Linked DNA regions of Anas platyrhynchos: region 1 is linked to region 2. Evidence: chromatin contacts called from public Hi-C data. All regions are on one chromosome and are shown on one strand. The core of a region is the stretch at or near the end of the contact, and the rest is flanking DNA. Distances in the headings are between cores, read along the strand shown.

Evidence for each region. A called contact is a pair of places that touch in the nucleus more often than the background predicts.
Region 1: a contact with region 2 is called in a Hi-C map of liver, with 1.6 times the contacts expected there. The contact joins the promoter of EXT1 here to the enhancer-like site in region 2. A contact is called at or near these places in 2 of 8 Hi-C or Micro-C datasets (liver and skeletal muscle).

The regions. Positions count from the first base shown.
Region 1 is chr2:14,090,180-14,094,780 of IASCAAS_PekinDuck_T2T, reverse strand. It overlaps EXT1 (exostosin glycosyltransferase 1), which reads right to left and starts at 2,436. Exons shown (of 11, transcript XM_027452634.3): 1 at 916-2,436. The coding sequence starts at 1,871. LOC119715746 (a long non-coding RNA gene) reads right to left here and starts at 905. Exons shown (of 2, transcript XR_011807356.1): 1 at 1-905.
Region 2 is chr2:14,043,691-14,048,802 of IASCAAS_PekinDuck_T2T, reverse strand. All of the region lies in intron 4 of SAMD12 (sterile alpha motif domain containing 12), which reads right to left. Among named protein-coding and RNA genes, the nearest start is that of EXT1, 46 kb to the left of the region's middle. Within about 2 kb of position 3,497, at least 1 of the 8 cell types and tissues checked has an H3K27ac peak or open chromatin away from gene starts, as enhancers often do.

The DNA of each region.
Region 1 (4,601 bases), core at 1,187-3,686, 47 kb before region 2:
CCAGGAGTATTTTCCCACCCACGTCCCCCATGCGCTGCAAACCCCTTCCTCTAGCCCTCGGCAGCTCCGCGGCGCGAGGCTGCTCTGTTAACGCGGCGCCTGGCTCCACGGGGCACGTTCCCATGCTAAAAACTTCGCGTCCGTCCACCCCGCAGGAGATGCAGCGGTGGTCAGCATTTCAAGGGGCTGCAAACAGCTTCATCAGCAGCGCAGCTCCGGAGGTAATTCCCAGGAAGCGTTTTGCCCGGCAGCTCTTTGTACAGACCTGAGAAGCGCGCCGGGAAGGTAACAGCGCAGCAACCTGACGGCGCCAGCAAACACAAATAATAAGTATCAGGGGAAGCCAGGAGCGCTAAGGGAAACGCGAGCTGTGCTCACACCACGGACGCGTTCCCTCACACACAAAAATCAGGAACTCCAACGCGGGGCATTCACACAGACAGCGTTTTTTTTTCCTCCTTGTTCCTCTGATGTTGTATCAGCTGGAGCCAAGGGGAAACCAGCCCGGGAGGCAAGCTGCTGCCTCGGGGAAACCACACGGAGAAACCACCTGGGCAGCAGGCAGTGCTTTCGGACACCAGCCCAACCACCGCTCTCACCAACTCCAGCCCTCCTCAAACTTTGTCTCACGCACAGCATTTACCCAGAGAGGCAGGACGGGGATGCAGGATAGCCTGAGGTGCCCGAGCATCCTCCAGCAGCATCCTCGCCCGCCGAGCCGAGGGCACCAGCACTCCGCCGGTCCCCAGGCGATGCGAGCCGCAGCCACGTCCCCCGTGGCCCCTTCCACCACCTCCCTCCCTGCTCCCCGACCCAAAGCATCGCTCGGGGCCAGCCGGAGGGGTACACGGAGCCTCTCCCCTGTCCCGAGGGCTGCCACCGGCACTGTGGCCCCGGAGCCGCGCGCTGACTTACTTTTCGTATTCGGTGTTGTCTTTATCGCAGCGCGAATCCTTGTGCTTTTGCCAGTCTTTGCCATGCTTGCAGGTGGTCAAGAGGACAACATCCTCCCCGTTATGGACGTGATATAAGGCATTCCTGGTGTCTGACCCTATCCCTGTCAGGTACCTTTTCCCCTTGAATACCAACATGTACTTCCTGAGAGGAGGGATGGTGTTAAACCGCAAAAATCCCTTCTCCCCTCCTGTCCTAGGATGATCCTTAGAAAAGAGCGGAATAGAAACATCAAAATTGGGTCTGAAGTTTTCAGTACTGATGCTGGCTTTGGCCAGCATGGCCTGGCCGATGTCGAAGCCCACGTCCTCGGTGTAGTCGGGCCAGGTGCCGGAATATAAATTAAAAATCAAGTGATTGCGACCATTGTTCCACAAGTGGAGGCTCTGCACTTTGGAGCGGAGGTTGTGCACGTACTGCGGGGAGAGCTGGTCCCGGTCCAGCGTGTCCAGGCTGAGGACGAAGAGACACGCCTGGCTGGGGTCGGAGGTGTAGAAGCGGGAGCCCTCGATGGCCGCCAGCACGTTCTGGTAGCTCTCGGCGATCTTCTCCCCTTTCTGCTGCGGGTACACGTAGACCTTGAAGCCGTTTTTCTGGCAAAGGCCGAAGTCGAAGCAGGACTCCATGCGGCACCGCCGCCCGCGGTACAGCCCGGCGCTGCCGTCCCGCCGCTGCCGGGGCGACACCCGGCCGGCCCCGCCGCCCCCCCCGGCCCCCTCCGGCTCCCCGAAGGAGCGGAGGGCGTCGGGGAAGCGGGGCCAGGGCCGCTGCTCGCTGCCGGGCCGCGGGGCAGCCCCATGCCGGCCGGCGGGCGGCGGGGCGCGGGCTGCCCGCAGCTGCACGCCTCCGAGGTAGAGCAGCAGGGCGAGACAGGTGGCGGCGGAGAGCAGCGTCAAGTAGCGTTTTTTGGCCTGCATGTGGCCGCCGGGGGGTCCGGGGGGCTGCGGAGGAAGGCTGCGGGGGCGGCCCCACTGCTCCGGGCGCCGCTCTCAGCTCCTCCGCCGCTCCGCCATCTTCCCGCTGCCGTCGTCGCCGGCCGCTTCCAGCTCCCCTCGCCCGCCTCCGCTCGGCGCCGTTCCCCAAGCCGCGGGCTGGGGCCGCGCATGTGGGCGACCGCCCGCCCGGGACTCGCTCGCCGCCGGGCTCTCAGCGGCGGGCGGCTTGGGGCCGGCGGCGGCCCGGCGGGGCGCCCCGCATGCACTCAGGGGCCGGCCCCCCGCGCGGGGCGGGCACCGGGGCAGCCCCGCTCCCGCCTTCTGTGCGCGGCGCTCCGCCACGCTCCCTCCCCTTCCTCCTCCTCCTCCTCCTCCTGCTGCTGCTGCTGCTGCTCGGGCTGCCGGCGGCGGGGCGCTCACAGCCTGACGAAGCCCTGCATCGCCCCGAGCTGCCCTCCGCGGAACGGCGGCGGGGACCGGCGGCAGCCCCCTGCTCCTCCTCCTCCTTTCTCCTCCTTTCTCCTCTTCCTCGCCCTCGTCCCCCCGCGCCCCCCGCCCGGCTCCGCCGCCGCCTCCCCCCCCCCCTCCCGCTGCCGCCGCCGCCGCCGCCGCCGCCCCCGGCCCGGCCCCGGCCCCGGCCCCGCCGCGCTGACCTCACCCAGCCACGCAGCCCCGCGCCCCCATTGGCTGGGCGTCACGTCCGGGGGGGCGGGGCTTCCGCTGCGCCCATTCATAAAGCTGCCGGGCGCGGGGGGCGCTGCGGCGCCGGCGGGGCGCGACCGGACCCCGCGGCACCGGGTGCTGGGCAGCGCGCTCCGGGCTCGGTGCTCCCAAATCGCGTCCCCGCCCGAGCGATTTTACCCCAGGAACAGGGGCTCCACCGCCCCCCGGTGCAGCCGGTTCCGACGCCTGGTTGCTCTTCCTGAGGTTCTTTGTGCAGCCGGGCTCGCTGCCACCCGTGTCACCCGCTGAGCTGGCTCTTATTGCACGGGTCGGTAGGGTAACCTGCCAGGATAAAGGGTTTCTAACAGTAAAACTTACCGTAGAAGCACAGAAAGACTGAGGTTGGAAGGGACCCTAAAGATCTTATCCCACCCCCCCCCCCCCAACACAGGTAAATGTGGACATCACCCAGGAGATATGGTTGCCCAGGGCCGCCGCCTCCTGTTACGTGCCACTATACTTTGGTTTTGTAAAAACAAGAAATGAAACCTCAAAAATGGGAGGAAAAAATGAAATAAAATGAAATAAAATGAAATAAGAGGCTCAACAGAGACCTTCTTGCTCTCTGCATCTGCCTGAAAGGAAGCTGTGGGGAGCTGGGGGTCGGCCTCTGCTCACAGGTAACCAGTGATAGGACCAGAGGGAATGGCCTCAAGTTGTGCCTGGGGAGGTTCAGGCTGGAAATGAGGAGACATTTCTGCTCAGAAAGAGCAGTCAGGCACTGGGACGGGTTGCCCAGGGAGGTGGTGGAGTCCCCGTCCCTGGGGGTGTTCAAGGAGAGGTTGGACGTGGTGCCTGGGGACAGGGCTCAGTGGGTGACATTGGTGGTGTGGGGATGGTTGGACCAGATGGTCTTGGAGGGCTTTTCCAACCTTAATGATTCTGTGATTCTATGATGAGTGCTCCAGAATGAGCACCCCAAACCTCATGGGGCTGGCTGGGGAGCAGCTGCCAGTGTTCAGGTGCTGCTGCAGGGAGCTCCCGCAGCACCCAAACATCCCTTGGGCTAAGAGTTGTGCTTGATCTCACCCGCTCCTTGGTGTTTTAACTCCGTAACCAGCAGCCTGGTTTGCTGGAGGGAGCTGTGCTGCTGGCTGGGTGGCGAACCCAAAGGCACGGCCAGGCTGCAGGAGGTGGCAGGAGTTCAGCAGGACTTGTGGCAGCAGTGCCTGCGCACACACGACTCTGCGAGGGGCAGCAACACCACAGATATTTCGGTGTACAGGTGTCAGGCCTTCCTAGCTCAGTAATTGAGGGTGGTGGAATGGGATGGGGCGGGCTTCAAGCTGGTTGCGCAAGCCATAGGTACCAAGGAACCATCCCATGGAAAAACCTGTGCCAGCCTCTTGTCCTGCTGCTCGTACCGATGTTAAAGCCGTAACGGGTGGGCCTGCCCCTGCTGCGATCCCACCTCCCACCCTCCTGCTGCTGTGCCGGAGCAGAGTTGGGTCAAGCCAGCTGAAGGCCACAACCCCTGTCTAGACAAAAAATGTGCCCGTCCCCATGCTCTTCCATGCCCTTGGGGTTCCTATCGTGTCTCCTCCTCATCTCCCTCCGCTTCTGTGGAGCTGAGAAGAAGAAATGTGAAGATAACAGGCGTGAAGACGTCGTGCCTCCTCAGCAGAGGAGAGCCTAGCAGAGGAGGACGCGGTACCGACAGGAAATGGGGGTTGATCTCGTGGCTGGCGCCAAGAGAAGACAATTCCCATACAAACAATTTGACTGTAGGGAGGACAGCTGAAGGAAGGAGGCCGGGGTTTCACGCATAAGAAAAGAGTGAGAGTAATAACGCGGAAATTTCAGGTTCCTAGTCGAAAGTGATACTTATGGCTGGCGTAGATTTGGGTCCGGGGGCAGAAATTTTGGCCCGGGACGTGAAAGCAAGGAAGCGGGATTAAATATTAATGTGTTAATTAACCCTGTAATCCTTCCCTGAAACATTTGTCACAGCCCACATACCAAAACTGGGATGCTGTTCAAGAAAAAGAG
Region 2 (5,112 bases), core at 2,248-4,747:
CCAAACAAAGGTGTTTCTAATCCTGGTGACGTGCCCCAGTTTGAGTCGCTGATGTCCGATATGAGATGGCTGGAACCAGGACAAAAAAATCGCAGTCTTTCTGATGTCACCTGTACATACGAGATGGACATTGTCACTCACGTTGATAGTCACATCTGGCCAACTGGGGAGGAGTTGGGAAAACACTCCTCACCAACAAAGCCGTTTATTTATAAATAAATAAATAAATAAATTTATGTGGCTATCATCATTTTTCTTGTTTCTTTGTGTTGACACTTATTACTGCACACACCCACACTGCCAGCAGCTCCAAATATTTTTCACCATTCCAGTCCATCCTTTGTGTGTCACGATGCACGCCAGACTTGCCCCTAAAAGTCTGCGTTTAAGAGTTTCTGTTTTGTTTCTCCGTATTCTGAGTAATGCTTATGGGAAATTTGTTCTTTGCTTTCAAGGTAAGACTGAAATGGACAAGCACTGCTACTCAATCAGGGATGATTTATTTAAAAAAGTAACGTCATCTCCATAACTCCTGGCAAATCAAATGCTTTAAAACAATGCTTTCAATTATTACTAGGGCACCTGAAGCCTGCTGCCAATTTCTGTGAGTTTTCTGCTGTGTTTGTTGTGCTGTTTTTTTTTTTGTTTTTTTTTTTTTGTTTTTCCTGCACCCACAGAGTGGTACAGAAAAATGACTCCACTTCTGATTTGCAGGGATGCTCAACTGTGGCAGCCTCCTTTGTCTTCAGGAGAAAGGAAGTGTAAAAACAGTTCTGCATAACTATAAAGGAGAGCAAGCCTAGATGTGTGTGAATATATACATATATACACACACACATATATAAAAGGCCCACAACAGTGGAGTTTCATGTAACTTATAACCTACACACAAGCAAGCAGACAAATTGAGCAGATGAATGCTCTGTGTATACATTAATGTTGGTATTAGACTTTTAAAGAATAACTCCCCATTACGCACTCCTTAAGCAAGGACAAATTCTGTTAGCACCCGCATACCAATGGAAAGACTGAAGCAGTCTGCAACATGAATTGTCATTCACCCCTCTGTAAAACAATTATATCCTCTGTGCGAGACGAAATTCTTTACAGCTCATAATCAGCTTTCCGCTCTAAAATCCAAGTCACCAGGACACATACATAACTTCCATTACGCTGTAAGATTGTGGCTGTAAAAGAATATCAAGGAGGAACCCTTGCAAAATAATACTAAATATTTCCTTTCCAGTTAAGATTAGAATTATGGCTAAGGGCGTAGAGTCTTGCTAATTCACTTTAATGATTGGGAGATCCATTGCAAATTACTGAATTTTTCAACTAAGTGAGAAACACATTAAAAAAGCAAGTGTAATTTATCACAAAATGCACTTTGCTCATTTATTTTGACAACTGTTGTTTAAATTATTTATGCCCCTTCACCATGTACTAGTAAATGCACTGTAGTCTGTTTTGTAAAAATAGTCATCAGCGAGATTAGAGGAACATAACATCCGCTATTACCCTTTGCTTGGAGGTGAGTAGAAATCATCATTTTGTGCTTTGCCAATGCAAAACAGAATTTTTTCCCCCATTCTTTTTTAAAGAGCGCTGAGCCCACAACAGCTCCTACCAGATTCAAGCATCTGCAGAGAAACTTGAGTGGAAAGAGCTGAGTTACCCTGAAAGTTGGGCCACTTAAATAAGTGCCTATTAAGGGCTTAACACTGCAGTATTAGGATCCCCCCCTTGGAAATCCCCATCAGGGCACATTGAAAAGGTTCTCAGCCTGAACTCAAAGTCACTGGGAGCTTTGCTTGAGCTGGCTGGCAAACATTATTGTGTCTCTACTGCTCTGCATTGATGAATTTCGTTTAAATGAGAACTTTTTCCTTCTCTGTGTTCCCACTTCAGGTCTATCTGGAGGAACAATGCAGGCACACCTTCCTTTCCTGAGCTGTGCTCTGACTCTACAGCCTTGCATCAGGGGCACAAAATCCAGGTGAATAAGTGCAGATGAGGAAGGAGAGAAGTTAAAGCAGTCCAGGCTTTAGTCATTCCTGGAGTCAAGTTATGTCAAGAGCATTAACCACTCGGGGTGTTGGCTGGCGTTGCATCACTGCCAGCCTACGCCGATGAACGCGGCGTACCCAGGCAGGGAGGCAGTTGGGCATCCCGTGAGGATTAGCGCCCAGGCTTGCCAGTGCATGTGCCTCCATCCGTTCTAGCAAGTATATTGCAACCCTGAAGAAGGACAGAAAAAAAACCCACACACACGCAAAAAAAAACAAACCAAAACAGCTCCCCACCTCCCCAGTAAACCATCAGCTCTTGTGAAAGATGCCAGACTGACAGCCTGGGAGCCCAACATTTTCCCACTGTCTTCACAACAGCTTCCACAGAGCAGCACAAACCCTCCCCTTCCATCTGAGCTGAAATCTGCATGGCTTCTGGGCTGGGGCGAAGAGAGGCAGATCCACTCCTTGTGGGATCGTGCAGCTCAGCCCCGGGGCTGATCAGCCTGGCTCTCCACGCAGCCGGGTACATCCGAGCTGGAGGCTGGCTCTCGACGCTACGTGAGCTCATTTCATCTCGGGTAAACACCCAACTGCTCTCTCCGACTCACCTCGGGTGCTAGCAGGGCTAGTAGGGATGCTGTTTTTTTGGCATCGCTAGCTGAGCAAGGTAGGGTACAGGAGATCTTCGGAAGAGAGTTGGAAGAGCTTCTTGAGAGCTCTTTCCCCTGCTACAGATAGAAATCGGATCAACCAGCCTCTGACCTTACAATTGGATTCACCCCACCTAATTTACACCTTAATTAATGATGACTATTAATTACCCTTAATTACATTAGATCCCTAAATTAATGATGGCGCTTCTAAATTAGAAGTGTGGTTATCCTCGATATTAGGTGCCTCAACAGATGCAGTGAATCCAGGCCCTACAGTTGCACTTTTTTGCTCATCTACTCACGACTAAGAGGGCTGAAAATCCTTTCTGTGCAGGGCTTAAAAGATGGCCTTGAAAACACTCCCTGTGAAATCAAAGCTGCTGTATCCTGAACCCCACTGTTAGCAAATGAGCTTCAGAAATCGTTTGGGGCATATAAAAAAAGCATAGCCTGTGGGTGAGGTGCTCTGTGTCTTGGAGACTCCTGGGGTTTGGGCCATCCTTGCTGTAGGACCGAGGGAAATCCACGGTTCCAGGAAAGCGACACACTTCAGGCTTAGCTCCCAGGGTATGTCTTTAAGAGCAGAGTCGTTAACCTGCAATTTAGGGGGAGGAAAAGTGTGAAAAAAGATTTACCGATAATCTCACTGTACTCGCCAGTCATGTGAGCTGGCTTCCTGTATGCTGACTCATCTTTAGCTGTTGAAACGTGTTTCCTCAGACATTTTCCTTTTTTTTTTTTTTTTTTCCTTGAATGGCATAAACTTTTCTCTACTTAATATGGTTAAGATGCAGTCAAAGACACTCAAGGCCTTCACCCTGCTCATTTTTTCCTCCCATTTTTTTTTTCTGCCTCACCGTTTCCTCTGGGCTGCTGTCTGTCTGAAGGCACCGCAGGCAGAGGAAGCAAGCCTGTGCCACACGGGGCAAGTGTCAGAGCCTCTCCTGCACAATCTTTCTGTTTGGAAAACCACTGTTAGATAAACAGGCTTCCAGGTGACCAAGGACAGCTGAATTTGATGGTACGACATCCCCACAGCCAGTGGTACAAAACTGCCAGATTTCCACATCAAGCTGGGAACAGCCTTGTCAACGTGCTGCTCAGCCACGACTTGCATTTCTACACCATTAAAAGCATGACAAGCACAGGTTAATCCTTCCCCTGCCTCTTCCTCCAGTCTCTTCGGGTGCTTGAATAAATGGAAATTGGTGTCTGACTTTTAGATAACTTGCACCTATTTCGGATGGGCCGGAACAGCTGCTGAGGTCTTGGGGCTGGAAAGCTGTTTGCTTCTCCATGTCTCACTCCTGTAGGAATCCTGAGAAACTGACTGCCCTCAAAAATGGGACTGACGCTGGAAGCAGGGCTGCAGGGAGCATTTGGACCACGGTATCAGAGTAGTGCAGACATTTCTCGGGTTGTGGATGGATGTTTTCCTCTGGATTTTGCTCTATGACCTGTAGCTGTCCATCTCTGGAAAGCTAGCAAGGTGGATATTGGCTCTTTCCCCAAAGCACAAAAGCAGCTTGGCCAGCTGGGATCATCCACTGAGCACTATGGGCATCCCCTGCCTGCCACACACACACACCCACCATCCCCTTGCCCTCACCTAGCTCCTGCTCTCCCTAACACACATCGTGCAGTTTTCCAGTGCTGGTTTGCAGACCTCCAACAAACACCCTCTGGAGGTGCAGGCCCTGTATAAAGAGCCGAAGCCAGCTGACAAAAGCTGTCTTTCCTTGGTTGCCTCGCTCCAGCCCCTCGCAATAATCCCCAGACTCCCAGAGGCTGCAGGCCACTTCCAAAATCACTGCTTTGAACAACAAAATGACTGCACTGAATTTCTGGGGTGTGTGCACGCGCGCGCGTGTGTGTGTGGAGGGGGCATTACTCCTCTAACTCCTGGCTGGATCTCATTAAGATCAGAGCAAGATCGCAATACAGTGTCTCTAAAACACCCCCGGAGAAAAAACAAAAATGCTGTCAACCCCCATTAACTAAAGTGGGATTGCAGCGCTAGCTTTGAGCACACAGCAAATTATTAAACGCACTTCAACTATAAATAATAACAAACTTGAAGAAGCAAATCTTCTTAAGGTCTGCAAAACTGAATCTTAAGATTTTAGGTGCAGTTCTCTAGTTAAATTACAAAGCACTAAACCTAAAATTAACTTGCTCTGGGCAATCTTAAAATAGTAGATTGCTGGATCTAAGCTTATGGGTGTTCTCAGCTAACTGCTTCTGAAGAAATATAAAAGTGGTTTATTACATCTATAATTACAGAAAAACTTTGCCCTGTACTTTTCTCTCCTGGCTAGAGGAGAGGAGTTTGGATATATCATGTGAAACCAAGCCTTGAAAATCAAAAGGACGGGAATCATAAACACGCACTAAGCAGCCTGAGCTATCAAAGCCTTTGAGATAAATCTAACAGAGCCGTCTGCAGG